Linked DNA regions of Gossypium hirsutum: region 2 is linked to region 1. Evidence: chromatin contacts called from public Hi-C data. All regions are on one chromosome and are shown on one strand. The core of a region is the stretch at or near the end of the contact, and the rest is flanking DNA. Distances in the headings are between cores, read along the strand shown. Region 1 has its middle 20 kb from the start of LOC107916789. Region 2 holds the start of LOC107917540 (auxin-responsive protein SAUR50).

Evidence for each region. Hi-C and Micro-C count contacts between places; a contact is called where the count stands out from the background.
Region 2: a contact with region 1 is called in a Hi-C map of leaf, with 1.9 times the contacts expected there. The contact joins the promoter of LOC107917540 here to the enhancer-like site in region 1. A contact is called at or near these places in 3 of 34 Hi-C or Micro-C datasets (all in leaf).

Annotation. Positions count from the first base shown.
Region 1 is chrA01:22,245,766-22,251,426 of Gossypium_hirsutum_v2.1, forward strand. No RefSeq gene overlaps it. Among protein-coding and RNA genes, the nearest start is that of LOC107916789, 20 kb to the right of the region's middle. Within about 2 kb of position 3,111, at least 4 of the 9 cell types and tissues checked have an H3K27ac peak or open chromatin away from gene starts, as enhancers often do. A contact at or near this core is called in leaf, where this site is marked.
Region 2 is chrA01:22,363,747-22,369,407 of Gossypium_hirsutum_v2.1, forward strand. LOC107917540 (auxin-responsive protein SAUR50) reads left to right here and starts at 2,181. Exons shown (of 1, transcript XM_016846869.2): 1 at 2,181-2,936. The coding sequence starts at 2,306. The coding sequence ends at 2,626.

The sequences.
Region 1 (5,661 bases), core at 1,861-4,360:
TTAGCTCGATTTGGTTGGTTAATTTGATTTTAATTACTAACAATATGATACACTATTATATTATATAATAATATAGTATAGTATATAATCATGACTAAAACTATAATATATATAACTATTATTATATTATAGATTATAATAAAATATATAATATAAATAGTTATGTGTAATTTAGTATATTACGCTACATGTTTATAACTAACAATATGATACACTATTATATTATATAATAATATAGTATAGATATAATCATGACTAAAACTATAATATATATAACTATTATTATATTATAGATTATAATAAAATATATAATATAAATAGTTATGTGTAATTTAGTATATTACGCTACATGTTTATAACTAGTAATGTCTAAAATATTATTAAAATTTTAATATCTGAATAAAAAAATATTTTTATTAAATTAGATTTTGAATTGGGTTTAATTTTTACAAATTGTATTTGAGTATTGAGCTTAATTTCTTTTTTATTTTGGATATGGGATTTGAGCTATAATTAGTTTATTTTGACTTTGAGTAATAAGGAGTATATTATTTGGGTTTGAGCTTAGTATAAGATATTTGAGTTTTAGAATAAGTATTTTAGAATATGGGTATTAGTTTTATAAAAAGATAAAAGTTATTCAATTGTCAATATAATATAATAATAAACAATAAAAAATATTTTCATAAATTTATATACATATCATATAATAATAAATTTTATCTACAACTAAAAATTTAATTATTTTTATATAAAGGGACTCTATTATATATATAATTTATTATTTTATAAGACAAATTTGAATTGCGTTGTTACATTTGAAATTAAACTTAAAAACTATAAAATTATTTGAATCCGAAAGAGTCCAAACTTGAAAAAAATCTGAATCCAATAAAATTCAAACCGGCTGTCTGTTTATGGTATAGTTGATGATATGTAATGGAAGTGTGAATATACACTATAATCTCACTGTAGATTTCAAAATTTGAGGTTTCTATAAAATCTAAATTTAACCTGAAATATGTTCCAGACTTGCAGTTTTTATGATAATTCTGACTTTGGATTGAATGTCCAAGAGTCTACTAGGAAAGCTTCCCTTATTAGTATCCTTTTCAACCAACCATATTTAACTCAACTTCACATTTTCCCCTTCGGGTTTAATATTTTAAAAGCTTATATTCCCCTCACTGCATGACATTACAGTCTTCATCCTTTTATCTTGTCACTGATCTTTCGGCTTCAACTCAAATCATCGATAAGGTTCGACGATGGGGGTGGCTTCGCCCCCTCTTAACAATAACTCCAGCTGATCGCCTATCTGGCCAACCAATAAAAGATGGTGAGAGAGCCTTCACCTGAGGAACACATGTATGCGTTAGAATTGAGTGACCTGAATCCTTATTAAAATAAAATAGTATGGTAAAATAAAATAAAAGTAAAATCTATATACAACTACACTTCTTTTATTTTATTTTAAAATAAGGTTTTTAAACCTTATTACATTTCATCTATTTGATATATATTGATTAGAATAATGTGTTTCAATCTTATTACAATTTTTCTATTAGAATATGATTTTATAAACTTATAAATAAACATAGTCTACTCCTCTTGTAATCATTCGAATTTAACTTAATGAATTATCTTTTCTTCTATCCGTGACTTTTTCCCGAAAGGATTTTCACGTAAAATCTTTGTATTCTTTATTTTTTTCTCTTTTCTTTGCAATACATTATCATTATCGACGTTTTATTTTTCACATCATGTCAGCGGCCAAAAATAAGAATCTACTATTGGAAGATTTTTGATACAGATAGTTGCCATGTGTAGTTATAAATTTTGTTGACAGTCATAATTTTCAGTCATTAAAATGTCTGCCTTTTAACTTTTAACTGTCTTCCCATGGCGCAAAAGCTACCCAAATTTCCTCGAAACTTCGAGGCTCGTGGTTAGGACGTCCCATACACAACAAACCATCCACCCAGCTGGCTTGGACCACTTGCAATATAATTCTTGCACCCTGAAATAGCATGCAAAGCACCAGAACTTATGATAATACAGAGTCGTGTAGCAGACCATCAACTGAAACATAGCATTTATTGCTTCCTTTTGTCTTACACACTACATGTGCTTCATCTCCCCGTTTAATTCAAAGGTACCATCCGTAAGGTCCTTTCCGTCCATGGTTCATATAGAAGCGAGCTTAGCTGTAAAAATGGGGCCAGCACCCCTTTTTTCTCATTTCTTCATCACACCCTTCAATATATTCAATTTTAGGAGTAGGTTTCCAAAAGTTTGTGCTTTCATTTCCCTTTGTCAAATGTGTGGTTTAGACTCTGTTAGTGTTGCATTTGGAACTCCATACATATATACATGGTCTTTCAGGGTATTTGTTGTAAGGGTCACATTCTCTTTGTTTTCTTAATTAGAATAAGATCATCTGGTTTGTTAAGTATTCCCTTTGTGTATATATATATATTTACAGATTAGGGAAGTCCATGTTTGCAATTTAGAATAAGGGATACAACGTTGTATACTATAGGTAAGGAGATGAGAGGTTGGTGGATGAACCTTTCTGCTCCCTAATTTAGACAAAAGGGAACATGGGCTTCATGTGCGTCGACCCTTTTAACGTGACGCTATTTTCTTCCACACTAGAATTAAATTTTTACCTCACCTTCAAATCAAAGCCCCTACCATAAATAGTCACTGAATCATACCTTAATATTATCTACTAATTGAATGAAATACCTTAGCATTGTTGAATGCTAATGATGTGTGCATGAGGGGTAAAACTCTATGAATTTGACCAGAAATAATACATGAATTTCGACGTGATTTTATTGAAGCATGTACATTCCCAAAAAGAGGTTTTATGTCTAGATAGAAAATTGTGGAGGCTATCGGGAGGCTAGTTAGAAAAGTAGCTAAGTTGGATTTCTAGACTGATAACTGAACCAGAGGTCGATTCGCTGTTTGGCTGTGTTTATCAACCTCAAGAAGCCCCTAGTGTCTCAGGTTGTGGTCGATAGCGCCGTTCAATGGGTGGAATATAAGGCTATTCCGATAGTTTGTTTCTTTTGAGGTAAGTAGAGGCATGTAAATGATTTATGCTCGTCGACGGCTGTGTATCCAAATCTGGAACGTTCTATTGATGTGGTGGCTGCAAACTCAGGCAAAGATGTCGGAGGAGTTGTTGTTAGAAATCAAACCAACTTTTCAAGGTCAAAATTTGCAACTAAAGAAGTCATATCCAAATTGGGTTCTACCTCATACAACTTGGTTTTCAAATTGAATACAACTTTACAAATTGGATAATGCTGAAATTTCAAGGATAATGGCAGCAAACATTGGAGAGTCTTACACGGCAGGGAAAAATGGGCTGATTATGTCTATATATATATGTATAATTTGTGTGTGTGAGTGCTGAAAAATTAACTAGTATTGAGAAAAAAAATGTTGTGAGTATAGAAAGAAAAACTAGCTGCAACTAGTATAGGGAGAAAAAATAAAAGAGAATTTGTATTATATTTTATTTGTGTGTAATAAAATTAGTATTTGAGTTATTTTTTTATTACTCTTCCAACAAGTGGTATTAGAGTTAGGTTCGTGTTGACGTCACAATGGCAAATATGATTCAACCGCAGATCCCGAAATTAACAAAGACAAATTATGGCAATTGGAGCATCTAGATGAGGGCTTTGCTCGATTCTCAAGATTGTTGGGACATTATCAAAGAAGGATATGTCGAGCTCGAAAATGCAGCTGCCGAAGCAGGTTTGACAAATGAAGAAAAAAGAGTATTGAAAGAAGCTCATAAAAAAGATAATAGGGTGGTGTTCTTTATTTTTCAAGGTGTTGATGAATCAACCTTTGAAAAAATTTCAAATGCGAAGACATCAACGAAGCATGGGAAATTTTGTAAAAATCCCTTCAAGGAGCAAAAGAGGCCAAAAAGGTACGTTTACAAACCTTTAGAGCCGAATTTGAGACGTTGAAAATGAAACCATCAGAAAGTATTGATGATTATGTTATTCGAGTGAAAGCGGTGGTAAATGAAATGAAAAGAAATGGAGAAACACTTGATGATGTCAGAGTAATGGAAAAACTTTTGCAGTCATTGACACGCAAATTTGATTATGTGTTGGTTGCCATTGAAGAGTCAAAAGATTTATCAAAAATATCAATCGACGAACTTGTGGGTTCCCTCCAAGCCCATGAGCATAAAATGAAGCTAACTGATGATACTGGAAATTCGGACCAAGTCTTGCAAAGCAAGTTGTCCTTCAACAAAAGAGGAGCTAAAGATAATTTTGGACAAGGTATGAGCAATCGTGGAGGATACCGTGGAGCATATAGAGGCAGAAATAGAGGTGGACGAGGATCACGTGGACGAGGCAATCAATCATATGGTAAAGTCTAAACAAGTGACGAATATCAAACATCAAGTTATGGACAAGGAGCTCGAGGCCGAGGTCGAGGCAGAGGTAGATTTCAACAAGGAAATAAATCTCAGGTACAATGTTATAATTACAATAAATATGGCCATTGTAGTTAAGAGTGTAGATCAAATCCAAAGATGGAGGAGAGAAATCATGTAGCAGCAGCTAAAGAAGAAGAAAACGTGGAATCTAGTATATTCCTCACTTATAAAGAAAGTGAAAAATCAAGAAAAAATATTTGGTATCTTGATAATTGTGCTAGCAATCACATGCGTGGCCGAAAAGACTTATTTTCAGAGTTGGATGAGAACATTCATGGACAAGTAACGTTTAGAGATGAATCGCATGCCACGGTCAAAGGCAAATGCAAAGTCACTATTACATAATAGAATGGAGAAAAGAAGTTCATTTTAGATGTTTATTACGTACCAGCTTTGAAAAGCAACATTATCAGCCTTGGACAACTTTTAGAAAAAGGATATGAAGTACATATGAAGAATTCTATGCTCGCCTTAAAAAATAAGAGTGGTGAATTAATTGCCCAAGTTGATATGACGCATAACCCTTTGTTTACTATTGACATTGAATCTGGAGAGGTGAAATGCATGAAGAATACAACTAAAGATGAATCATGGTCGTGGCATTTAAGGTTCGGGCATCTTGGATTTTCTGGCCTGAAGCTATTGTCAAAAGAAAATATGGTGAATTGGTTGCCAGAAATTAATCCTCTTGATCAACTGTGTGAAGCCTGCATTAAAGGAAAACAACACAGACAGAGTTTTGAAGTGGGAAAACCTCGACGAGCCAGGAGACCATTGGAGATCGTGCACTTCGATATAGTAAGTCCTTTTGATATACATCACTTGGTGGAAACAGGTACTATGTTACTTTTATTGATGATTTTATTAGAAAAAGTTGGATATATCTTCTTAAAACAAAATTAGAAGCATTTGACAAGTTTATCGAGTTCAAAGCCATGGTAGAAAAATAAAGTGAACATTTCATTAAGATACTCAGAACCAATAGAGGTGGTGAGTATAATTCAAAGCTATTTGAAAGCTTCTGCAAGAAACACATAATTATTCACCAGTTGACAACTGTGTACAAACCATAACAAAAAGGGGTTGCTGAAAGAAAGAACCGCACTATTCTTGATATGACAAGAAGCATGGTTAAAGGTAAGCATTTACCAAGAACTTTCTAGGCTAAAGCTGTTCAA
Region 2 (5,661 bases), core at 931-3,430, 120 kb after region 1:
GAATTGGCTAAAAATTTTTGGTATATGTTGTTTAATATTGCTTATAGGAATGACCCAAAAAGAGGTGGCAAGTTGGCTTAAACCAAGCCTGCATTGTGCCACACGATCAGGGAACATGGGCGTGCCTTGTGGCCGTGTATGCAAAGCAGTAACCTCTTAAGACCACATGGTTATGACACATGGGCGTGTCATATGGCCGTGGGCTTAAATTAGTAGCTAGCTAAGTATCACACGGCCATGGCACACCGCCGTGTCTGTTGGCCGTGTGTAAAAGTCAGTATATATACTCTATTTTGGCACAGTTGGATCACATGGGTGTGTCTGGTGCCCGTGTAAGGCACATGGCCTGGTCATACGGGCGTGTGACCTCAACAGAATTGAAAAATATTTTCTAAGTTTTGAAAATTCTGAATGTGTTCGGTTTAGTCCCAACCTTTTCTAAATGTATGTCTTAGGTCTTAGAGACCTCCATAAGGGATGAATTGTTGATTTTGCTTATGCATTAATATTATGTGATATCTGTGATTCTGTATTGATCTGTAATGTTCTGTTTGTTTGGTAATACCCTTACCTATTCCGGCGACGGTTACAGGATAGGGGTGTTACTTTTTCCTAATTGGTACCTAAACTTTTTTTGGTCCAATTTGGTACCTAAACTTGATAGTTTTTCTTAAGTTGGTACTTAAACTTTTTGGGGGTCCAATTTGGTACTTGAACTTGACTCTTTTTCCTAATTTGGTACCTAATCTTTTTTTTGTTCGATTTGGTACTTGTCAAACATTTTACCAATTACTTCAATATACTAACAATGTTATTTAATAATCAATGTATGACCGACATGTGAAAGATGATATGATATTTTTTGTGTTTTATATGTTCAATTACTTTTAGTTTTAATTAATTAATTAAAAATAATAAATTTCTTTTAATTTGGGGTTTTTAAAAATCTTTTTTTTTCTTATTTAATATAAATTCGTTAAGCATAGCCCAATACCTATTTTTTGACATAAATTTCCTCTAATACTGACAATATATTTGTAGCATAACATAAAATTTATTTTTTGCGTAATTTGTATAACGTTTAATAAATTTAGGTACCAAATTGGGCCTAAAAAAAGTTTAGGTATCAAATTAGGAAAAAGTGTAAAGTTCAGGTACCAAATTGGGCCAAAAAAAGTTCAGGTACCAAATTGGGACAAAAAAAGTTTAGGTACCAAATTAGAAAAAAGTGTCAAGCTTAGGTATCAAATGTTATATTAAGCCTTTCGAAAATGAGCAAATTGATCACTTTCAAAAAAAAATTCAAAATATTTTTTAAAAATCAAAATATTTATAAAAAAAATCAACTTTTCATATATATTTTTAAAAATTAAAAATTAAAAATTCTAAAAAAATTTTAAAAATGCTTAAAAATTAAAATAATTAAAATAATAATTTTGATGATCTAAACAAGTAAATTGCCAATTTAAGCTTATCATACTAAAATACCTTTTTTTATTATTTCACTTTAAAAGAGTTTCTAAATATATATGATTTTAAATTTATATGCTTAATATGGAACTAGTTATATATTGTAACAAGATTTTATTTTGATAAGTTTAATTTTTTAATTTAACTGAAACAATTTCACTCGACTCAATTCAAAAAAAATTAATTGAATTAGGATGATAAAATATAACTTATCAACTCAAATTCACTTAATTTTACCTGATTTAATCCAACTTCACCCTATGTACTATAGAAAATGCAACTCTCTCTAATTTTTAACCCTCGGAAATTAGCATCCCGTGGAAGAAATTTCACTTAATGGATAGCAAGAAAGCAAGGTAAGAAGTCTTAACTCTTATATTGCTAAATCAGTAACATTTAAAATTGGAAGATATTTTAAAGAGCGTAGGAGTATATACGTAAGTAGGAATAAGAAGCATGGGAAGGACAAGGGGCTGGACTTGGTGGTTAGTTCTCAAGCAAGTAGTATAGAGAAGAATTAGTTTGGTTGGAAGCTTGAAAAAGTTGACGAAGGCAGGTGAGAGAGAAAGAGGGACCATGATGTCCTTTGGGAGGGCAACATTGGGGTTTTAAACCCAATGCGTTGCCTTCAGGGATGTCTTGTGACCTCATTTTCAGACCCCCCCCCCCTCATCCCAAAACCATACCCATCTCTCAACTTTGTCCCCACAACCCCACATGACTTTGTTTCTCAATCTCCTTGAAAATCTATTGGCTCACCATATATACCCTCCTTACCTCTTTTAAACACACCTCTCTTTTTCCTCTCAACTCTTATTTGCAATCCCAAAAGAGAATGGCTATCAGCAGGAAATCAAACAAATTGGCACAAACAGCAATGATAAAGCAAATCCTGAAAAGATGTTCCAGCTTAGGGAAGAAACAAAGCTACGCTGATGAACAAGGACTCCCTTTGGATGTCCCGAAAGGTCATTTTGTGGTATATGTTGGTGAAAACAGAAGCAGATATATAGTTCCCATCTCCTTCTTGACCCGACCCGAGTTTCAAAGCTTGCTTCATCAAGCTGAAGAAGAATTCGGGTTTGATCACGACATGGGCCTCACCATTCCTTGTGAAGAAGTTGTTTTCCAGTCTCTAACGTCCATGCTCAGATAATAAGACTGTTTTTATATGGTTAGGCTTTTAAATGGAGGATATATATGAAATTAAGGTGAAGCTGCTTCATTGCTTCTCTTTTTATTAGATTTTCCCTTTATTATTTTTCTTTATTATTTTTTTTTGTTAACTGATATGACCCAAAAACCCATGAATATTGTTTGATTTTATGTGGGTTTTTTTAGATTTGTAAATCTGAGAAAAACTTGAAATATTTTCCTCACTGAGGTGTGGCTTGTATGTATTATCAACTACCAATGTACCTGTGAGAGAGTGAAAATTTATCAAGGATTTGGGGCCATTCTTTTTATCTTATTTTCTTTCCTATTTTTCTACCCAATTGAACAGTTAAACCGTTAAGGACTGTTATAAGAAAATATATATATGTACATCAGATAGCTGATTCGAATATTTTGCCAGACATGAAATGAAACCAAAACGAATATTAAAACAAAAAAAAAATGAAATTAAGAAAAGAAAATTAAAAAGGTTAAAACAAACAAAGTTAGCTTCTTTTTTTGTTTGTGTTTGGTGAAAGACCTTTGGTGAACAAAAAAAGCTAAAAAGAAAGAAAAAAAAATATACTTGTGCTGGTTTCCATTGGTCATTGCCAACATCCAATCTTATTTAAGTTTCACTTCTTTTTCCCACCACACACAATGTGCATCACTCAGCTGTCTGTAACAGTAAACTGTAAAGTAGCAGTGTGTATATCTAGATGCATAACTCAGTAATTTTTTATTTAAATTTATTCAACGATTCAAATTGCCCATAAATATCATTGAAAAATATTAAAAAACATATATTTTGTTTAATAACGGTAGCTTTGAAAAGTATAATTAAATAATCATAAAATGTAAAGTGTAATGATAAAATATATTACATGTCTACGAGAGAGATGCAATGAAGAGGAGAAGCTAAAAACTTTAAACATTTATCGTAAAACGGATATAAAAAATATAAAAAAATCACTAGTGATTAATGAATTATAGGTGGGATTTTAATTAAAATTTTTGATGTTTTCCTAAAGTTATAGTAATATCAAACTGAAACAAAGATTTAAGCGAAACAAAAATTGAAAAAAGTTGTAATAAAAAAAAATAAAAGAAGCTTGATAGATTTGGTGTTAGTTTAAATGCTACTTTAAATGACATTAACTGGATTGGGGATTTCTTTATTTAATGGAATGCATGCGGCCGTACGTTGAATGTATACAATATGGTTGGTTTACGATTTAGGTTTTGCTTACAAGGACTAGCCTTTACTTAAGACTTCAAAATTGGAATATAAAATTTTACGTGGATAATGTTTCGGTTTAATTAGTTACACCCATTAATTTATATTCCGCGTTAAATAGGAGTTTGTCCATGCAATCCTAATAATTAGGGGAAGAATGAATCATAAAATGAAGACAAAGGTTCACAGGGGTAATAGTATATTATGAATCTCTGGGATCAATTTTTGTTGGAAAAAGTTAAGGTTCAAATCTTATTTGTAAATTAGGGTTTGGTGAATTTTGTTTTTATGTGTTATTTTTCCATTCCATCTCTCATGTTTAATCTAATCTAATAATATTGTCTCTTTCAATTCCTCCAAAAACTAAGATTTTCTGCAAATCAAGTATCTTCTACCCAAAAACCTTTAAACTCTGGATAATTTATTCTACTTAAAAAATATTATTTATCTCCGTAAAGCTTAATTGTCTTAAATGATAAAATCCAGATTTTAGGATTTTAATGTTCAATTAATTATTCAATTCCTTGTAGGTTGCAATTTCTTATAATTTGTGTATAATTATGAGTTATAATTTTAAAAATCCAAATAAAAAAAATGTAGTATTTACCTTATTTTAAAAAAATATATTCACATTAATTTTTAATTAAGTCTAATTTTCAAAGTGGGCAGCTGTGAAGGATTAAAATGTAGGTGATTAGTAGATAAAATGATAAAAAATGCTTTAAATCCCAAATTGCTTAACAGCAAAGATCAACTCAATAGTGTGATTAAGACAATCATAAGTGTAAGTATTATCAAAATTAAAAACTCCATGTGATTGTATCAAATCAAGTGGTTACAATGTCGTTTTAATATTTGTAATATTTGTAATTAAAGTATTTATCGGAGCGAGCCTAGTCACTAATCATTTGTATTTTGTAGACCAATTAAGGGGATAGATTTTGACCACGAATTTTAAAGATATTCCATATCTGAAGCAAAGATCGAATCATCGTATCACAGATTTAGATAGAAGAGACAATTTCTATCTCACCTAACTTCTGTTGTTAGACTTATAACATATTTTAGTTATATATAAAAGTATCATTAATTAAGCAAGAATAATAATTATCATTAAAACTACTAGATTAATACAAAATTGCAACAAAAAGAGTGATTGGTGAAGGGTTGAAAGTTGAATTAATAAATTATTTATGGATTGAATTCAATCACTGAACAATTTTATCTTCTACTTTGTATTAAAAAGAATTCAACCCTTGAAAAAAGTTGTGGATAATAAACCACCTCCATAACATATTATATCATATTCTTCATTTCCTTTATTTTCTTTTTTGGGGTGGAAATCATAGATCAAAGATTGGTGATGATGAACAATTAAATGAAGCTTGTATGTTTGATATTATTCATCTCTGCTACATTGTTGGATTTGGCTGCTCCACTCACTGTTATTTCAATTTTTTTTTCTTTTTGTCCAACTAAAAGTATTTTCCAAATTTCAAAGTCAGAATTATTTTAGGTATTAGGACAAGGAAAGCTATTCATGTTGGGGGGTGGGCTGTTCTGTAGGGTTTACATGTTTGGGGGTTTTCACATATTAATTAACTTCTGATTCAAGGTTTATAAGGGAAAGGGAGGGATCTAATACACTTTTTCTTATTTATTTTCGTAAATTTTTTATCTGATCTAATATTTTTAGTAAATTAATCTAAAATAATATATATTAATATTTATTGAACGGTTGAAATTTTTTTATATAAAATAAAGGTTTAATGTTTTTTTAGCCCTTGTACTATAGTTAA